Regions from separate parts of the Mus musculus genome. Here region 2 is linked to region 1. The links are chromatin contacts, called in public promoter capture Hi-C maps. All regions are on one chromosome and are shown on one strand. Each heading gives the region's core, a stretch centred on a gene start, on an enhancer-like site or on the middle of the called end of the contact. The rest is flanking DNA. Distances are from core to core; before and after follow the strand shown. Region 1 holds the start of Mlkl (mixed lineage kinase domain-like). Region 2 overlaps Adat1 (adenosine deaminase, tRNA-specific 1).

Evidence for each region. Promoter capture Hi-C pulls out the DNA fragments that hold promoters and counts their contacts.
Region 2: a promoter capture Hi-C map of liver shows a contact between it and region 1, with 2.6 times the contacts expected there. The contact joins the enhancer-like site here to the promoter of Mlkl in region 1. A contact is called at or near these places in 6 of 39 promoter capture datasets (the C10 cell line, HPC-7-derived erythroid cells, liver and 2 more) and 2 of 484 Hi-C or Micro-C datasets (LSK cells and embryonic stem cells).

The regions. Positions count from the first base shown.
Region 1 is chr8:111,336,896-111,339,871 of GRCm38.p6, reverse strand. Mlkl (mixed lineage kinase domain-like) reads left to right here and starts at 1,667. Exons shown (of 11, transcript NM_029005.3): 1 at 1,667-2,048.
Region 2 is chr8:111,975,003-111,977,871 of GRCm38.p6, reverse strand. All of the region lies in intron 8 of Adat1 (adenosine deaminase, tRNA-specific 1), which reads left to right. Among named protein-coding and RNA genes, the nearest start is that of Adat1, 16 kb to the left of the region's middle. Within about 2 kb of position 1,256, at least 49 of the 459 cell types and tissues checked have an H3K27ac peak or open chromatin away from gene starts, as enhancers often do. A contact at or near this core is called in LSK cells and liver, where this site is marked.

The sequences.
Region 1 (2,976 bases), core at 418-2,917:
GTCATGGTGCCTGTTCACAGCAGTAAAACCCTAACTAAGGCAGGCACATACATAAATCTCTAGACCTAAGACAACTGACAAGGGAGAACAATTACAAAGTGGGCCTGATGGCCCGAGTCTGTTATTCCAGCCACATGGGAGGCTAAGAAAGCAGGGATCACAAAAGTTCAAGACCTCCTCAGGTAACTTAGAGAGACATTGTCACAAAACAAAGAGGGGGCTGGCTCGGTGATAGGGAACTTGCCTAGCAAACACAGAATCCTGGGTTCAATCCACAGCACCACAGAAAAGAAGTGTGGTGGTGCACTTCTGTTATCCCAGGATGAAGGAGGGGAGGCTGGAGGACCAACAGTCTAAGAACACTCTTGGCTACACAGTGAATTCCATGCCAGCCTGGGCTACATGAGATCTTGTGGGGAATGTCTGTGGGGAGAAAGGGCAAAAAAAAAAAAAAAAGAGAGAGAGAGAAAATGGAGCAGGTGCAATGGCTCAGTGGTTAAGAGCACTGACTGCTCTTCCACAGGTTATGAGTTCAAGTCCCAGCAACCACATGGTGGCTCACAACCATCTGTAATGGGTTCTGATGCCCTCTTCTGGTATGTCTGAAGACAATGACAGTGTACTCACATAATATAAAATAAATAAATCTTTAATAAAGAAAAGAAGTGAGAAAACAGGTAAACTAAGCCCCCCAGACATCCCTGAACTATGTTGCCTCAAAGTAAAATGTCTCCCCATACAATTTATTTCTATTCTTTCCCAGCTATATAGCATGAGTCAGCCAACGGCATTTTCTTCTTTCTTTCCTTCCTCTTTTTAAATTTTGTTTTAGTTTTATTTTTGAGATATATATCTCAACATATATCTGAGTGTGTGTGTGTGTGTGTGTGTGTGTGTGTGTGTGTGTAGAGCTTTAGCGCTCTTGGAACTGGATTTGTAAACTAGGTTGGCCTCGAACTCACAGAGATCCTGAGTGCTGGGACTCAAGGTCTGTGCCACCACCAACTAGCTAATGAAAGGTTATTTCTTATACTAGCTAACTGGGGGTATAACTGACAAATAATAAACTCATCTTGAAAAATAACAAAGTTTGGAGATGACCTTAGAAGGGGAAAAAAAGGAACTGACCCCTACTTGGGTAACTTCACACTCCCTTAAACTTCCTCCATTACTCTCCATCCCCTGCCCCAGGATTATTCAACACAAAGCAGCTAAAGGAACCGCCTCAGCACTTCTACGGGTTACCTCCATTTTTATGTATTTACCGGTGTGGTATGCATGCGTTTGCGTGCCAGGGCCAGTGCACACGTTGAAGTCAGAGGACAAGGCCTTTTGCCTCGAGAGAGGAAAATGACTCAGGACATCCGCCTCACTTTCGTTTTCTTTTTCTTTTTCTTTCTTTTTTTTTTTTTTTAATTATGCTGAAGTTCCAGGCTATCCCTTACACTGGCTATCAGGGCTCTCTGCAACCTTATTTTCTCAACCCCCAAATTCAAGACCTCAAACAGAGAACCTGGGAAGAGTAACTATTTAATGGATTTGGGGAAAGAATCAGCCAACTAGGGGCTTCAACTGGGAGCTGTCCAGAGAGCGGGTGTGGGAAGCTGGCATATCTCCAGTAGGAGTAGAAAGCCGGGGGAAGGCGTGTCAAACTGGCCGCGGCTTCCGGAGCAGAACTCTGGACAGAAATAGCTGTCGGACAGGTTGGTTTTGAGGACTCTGCTGGAGCATTGCTGCGTTGGCCCAAATTTGACTTTAGGCGGGAACCGCGGCTGGTGCGGAGTTCCTCCGAGAGGCGAGAGCTTTAAGGTTGCACCAAGGGAGGGGACTCAGGACACCGGGGACCTGCTCCGACCTGGCGTGCATTGTCAACGAGGCAGAAGACCGCGGTCCGGGAGCGGCGGGAGACTGATGATCCTACAGGAACTGAGCGCAGGATAGACCGGACGAGCGCCCCTCGGAGATCACGTAGAATCCAGTGAGCTGTAGCGCGGCAGGAGGAAGCAGGAGAATCCCAGAATCACAGATTGGACTTCCTGGAACTTAGGGTGAGTTGGTTTCGATTCCCTAACTAAATTGGGCTGTTATTCTGCTGAGATCTCTGCTGACCTTTTTTTGCCCAAGGAGGATGGAGATCGAGGAATGGCATTCGAGGAAAGGCAAAAGGTGGGGACTGGGGACCCGCCCCGAGGTGCCCAAGTCGTAGAGTAGATGGGTAGTCAGTAGGACAATTAATTTCCAGCACAGACGATTACGGGGGTTTGGGGTAGGGGTGGGGGAAGCGGGGACTCAGGACAGGGTTTCTCTGGGTGGCTCAGGCTGCACTGGAACTTGGAACTTGTTCCGTAGACCAGGCCGGACATGATCTCAGAGATCTGCCTGCCTCTTGATTGCCAAGTGCTGAGACTAAGGGCATGTATGCTCCACCATTACTCAGCGGGATTCCAGTTCTTAACTATGAACGCCCTCTTCCTTTTCTGGGGCCCATTTCACGAATAATCTAACGTAAAGTTTTTTTTTTAAAGGGCATCTGATTTTTTTTAGACTATTTATTTATTTGTTTATCGAAACAGGATCTCACTGTGTAGCTCTGGCTGGCCTGGAACTCACTGTATAGTCCAGGCTGGGGGGGGGGGGGAGGATATGAGTAATTAATATATTTAGTAGTGCTTCCAGATTTTTCTCCTTTGCTCTCAGACATCCAAGAAAGAGCCTTGACGACTTGGGCTCACCATCTGGGAATGGCTGGGCCCCGAGATCCATTGATTTTTCTCTAAGAGCGTCCTGACAGGCTAGAGAGATGGCTCAGCCATTAAAGAGTACTCTGACATTAATGCCTGTGCCTCCTGCCCAGGAATCCTGGGGACAAGGAAAACTAATTACTCACATGCTTGATTTCAGTTTGGCTGCTTTTTCACTTTTTTTTTTTTTTTTTTGGTAAGATTTAGATTTATTTAATTTGTTTTATGTGAGTAC
Region 2 (2,869 bases), core at 7-2,506, 640 kb before region 1:
CTCCCCCTCCTCCTCCTCCCTCACATCCTCCTCCTCCTTGGCCCTTGGAAATCCCTCCTTTGCTACACTTACTTTCTCTGTTTCTGTCTTCTGGATACTTCCTATAAATGCAGCCCTTTCCCGTGGTTTCCCCGTGGTTTCCCCATGGTCCTCTGTGTCTGCCTCACCTACCCAACATGTCTCACAGCGCACTCGCTGTGTGCACTGGCGCCATGTTCACTGCATGGGTGAGCAGCTTGCTTACCCCTCATTGGCCTCTCCTCTCTTCAGTGAGGCCTTGGGGACGTTCTGCTCCAGGCTGCTATTACAAATGGTGCTGGTGTGAACAACCAGGTACCTGTCTTGTATGCTGTAATTCCTCCTAGGGAACACACATACCAGTGAAATAGCGGGCCATGTGGTTACCACATGGCTAGCTTTTTAGGATGAGTGAACCATCTTCCCAGCACCTGTGCCATGGCCATTCCCACGAACCCTGGAGAGGAGCCCCAGCTGCCTTGCATCCTGCCCCACGCTTGTGATTGCTGTCAGGTCTGAAGGGCTGCTCCTTGTTTCGCTCTGCATTTCCCAGTCACTGATACTACGGGCATCTTTTATGTGCTGTGTGCTTGCTAACCATTTGTAGTCTTCTTTGGAGAAATATCTGCTCTCGTTCCTTGCCCATTCTGTAACTGATTTGTCTTTATTTTTAATTTTTAAATTACATCCATGTATTTTGGGGGACCGTGTGGAGGTCAGAATACATTTTGTGGGGTTCAGTTCTCCTCTTCCACCTTGTGGATCCCAAGGACCAAACTCAGGTCTCTATGGACCAGGCTGGCCTTGAACTCACAGAGATCCTCCCACCTAGGCATGTGCCTCCAGACCCAGCCCTTTTTACTTTTTTAAAAAGGATTTTGTTCATTTTACTTTATGTGTGTAGGTCTTTTTCCTCCATATATGTCTGGGCACTATGTGTGTGCAGTGCTCACAGAGGCCAGAAACGGGTGTCAGAGTCCCTGGAACTAGAGTTACAGTTTTGAGAGCCATCTTGAGAGTGCTGGGAATTGAACCAGGATTCGGCAGAGCAGCCAGTGCTCCTAACCACTGAGTCCTCTCTGCTGCTCCCTGTTTTGATAGCGCCTTTTACTGCACAAAAGTTTTGAATTTTAATAAGGTCAAATTTATGTACTTTCTCTTTTGCTTGGCTGTACCTTTGGTTGCTTATCTAAGGAATCAGGGTTACAAAGGTCTGTGCTTTGTTTCTTGTGTTTCCTGTGGTAGAGGGGCGGGTTTCCTGCTGTGCTCTGGATCTGTTTGGGACTGACTCAGTCTCCTCTTTGGCCCCCACTCTGCTGACTGTGGCTTCTCTTAGAGTCTTTACCCTCACACTTCTAGAGGCCAACTCAGCTACCGCTACCCCCTGAATCAGGAGGATCACCTCTCCAGTGCTATGGTGCAGCTCTCCAGCCTGTCACAGTGTGTCAGTGTTCCCTGTGTGACCTGGAGTGTGTCACCTTCTAACCCTATTGTCTGTATGAGTTGGGGGCAAGGCCAGCTGTTCTGTGGGCTGCAATGTTCTTTTATCTGTTCAACGAGAGTTCGTGGGTAGACCACTTGTCTTAGTTACTTTTCTCCTGCTGTGACCAAGCACCATGGCCAGGGCAACCCACAGGAGGAAGCTTTTAATGGCAGCTTAGGTCTCAGAGGGTGAGTCCAAGACCATCATAGTGGGAGCATGACAGTAGGCAGGCTGAGAACTTAATCCTTATCTGCAAGATAAGGATAGAGACAGACAGACTGACTGACAGACAGAATATGAATTAGAAGGAAGACTCTGCAGGGCAGCAAAACCTTGGGGACTGAAGGGGCCAGTATCAGACCCTGGTACCATTTCTCCCAGGGGTAACTAGGCAAAGCACTCAGCCTCTCCCAGCTTACTTGCCAACTGTAAAGCAAAGTTAAGCAGTGTCAGAACTGAGCGAAATGGCATTTTGCAAAATTGATTTCCCTTGTAGCCACCTAATGACCTTTGAACATTACTGGTACAGGGATTCCAGCTCACTCTATCCTAGGACCAGCAGCTGCTAGAAGAAGCAGGCCCCTCACCGCTCATCCCTAAGTGAATGCATTGTGAGGCCCCCTCTGGACTCTCTGGGGACCTCAGATGGCATTGTTAGACTCAAGAAGGGAGTGTGTAAAACAATGGGAAATACCAATAACCTCATAAAAGATGCTCATGTTAAGAAGCTTGGTTTTTACTCTGCATAGTAGAGGCTAATTCTCTTTATCCCGAAGAAAAACAGCCTCTGTGTCCATTGAGACACTAGAATATTCTGGAAAGATCACGAAACAGCTCACTGAAAAGGATGAGCAGGGGGGTTTGCTTGTTTGTTTTTACGTGTGTGTGTGTGTGTGTGTGTGTGTGTGTGTGTGTGTGTGTGAGAGTCTACACTTGGGTGAAGATGACCACAGAGGCCAGGGGCTGCTGAATGAGGAGGTGGAGCCACCAGACTCTGGTACTGAGAACCGAGTTGAGGTCCTCTGTAAAGCCAATATGCACTCTGGACTGCTGAGCCATCTCACCAACCCGGGCTGAGAGATTTTAACTACATTCATACATTGTTTGTTTGTTTGTTTTGTATGCACCTATGCATGCACTCACATATCCCATAGCACATGAATGTGCACACATTTACACATGCCATAGTACATGTACAGAGGCCAGAAATCCAACCTGGACGGGTCATCACTCTGAGCAGCCAGCACCTTCCTCCTGAGCCACCTCACCAGCCCAGGTGAGAGGTTTTATTTTCAAGCTACTTAAGTATGGGCGACAGGGAGATGTCAGATGAGGGATTTTTTTTTTTTTTTTTGAGATGTCTTTGTT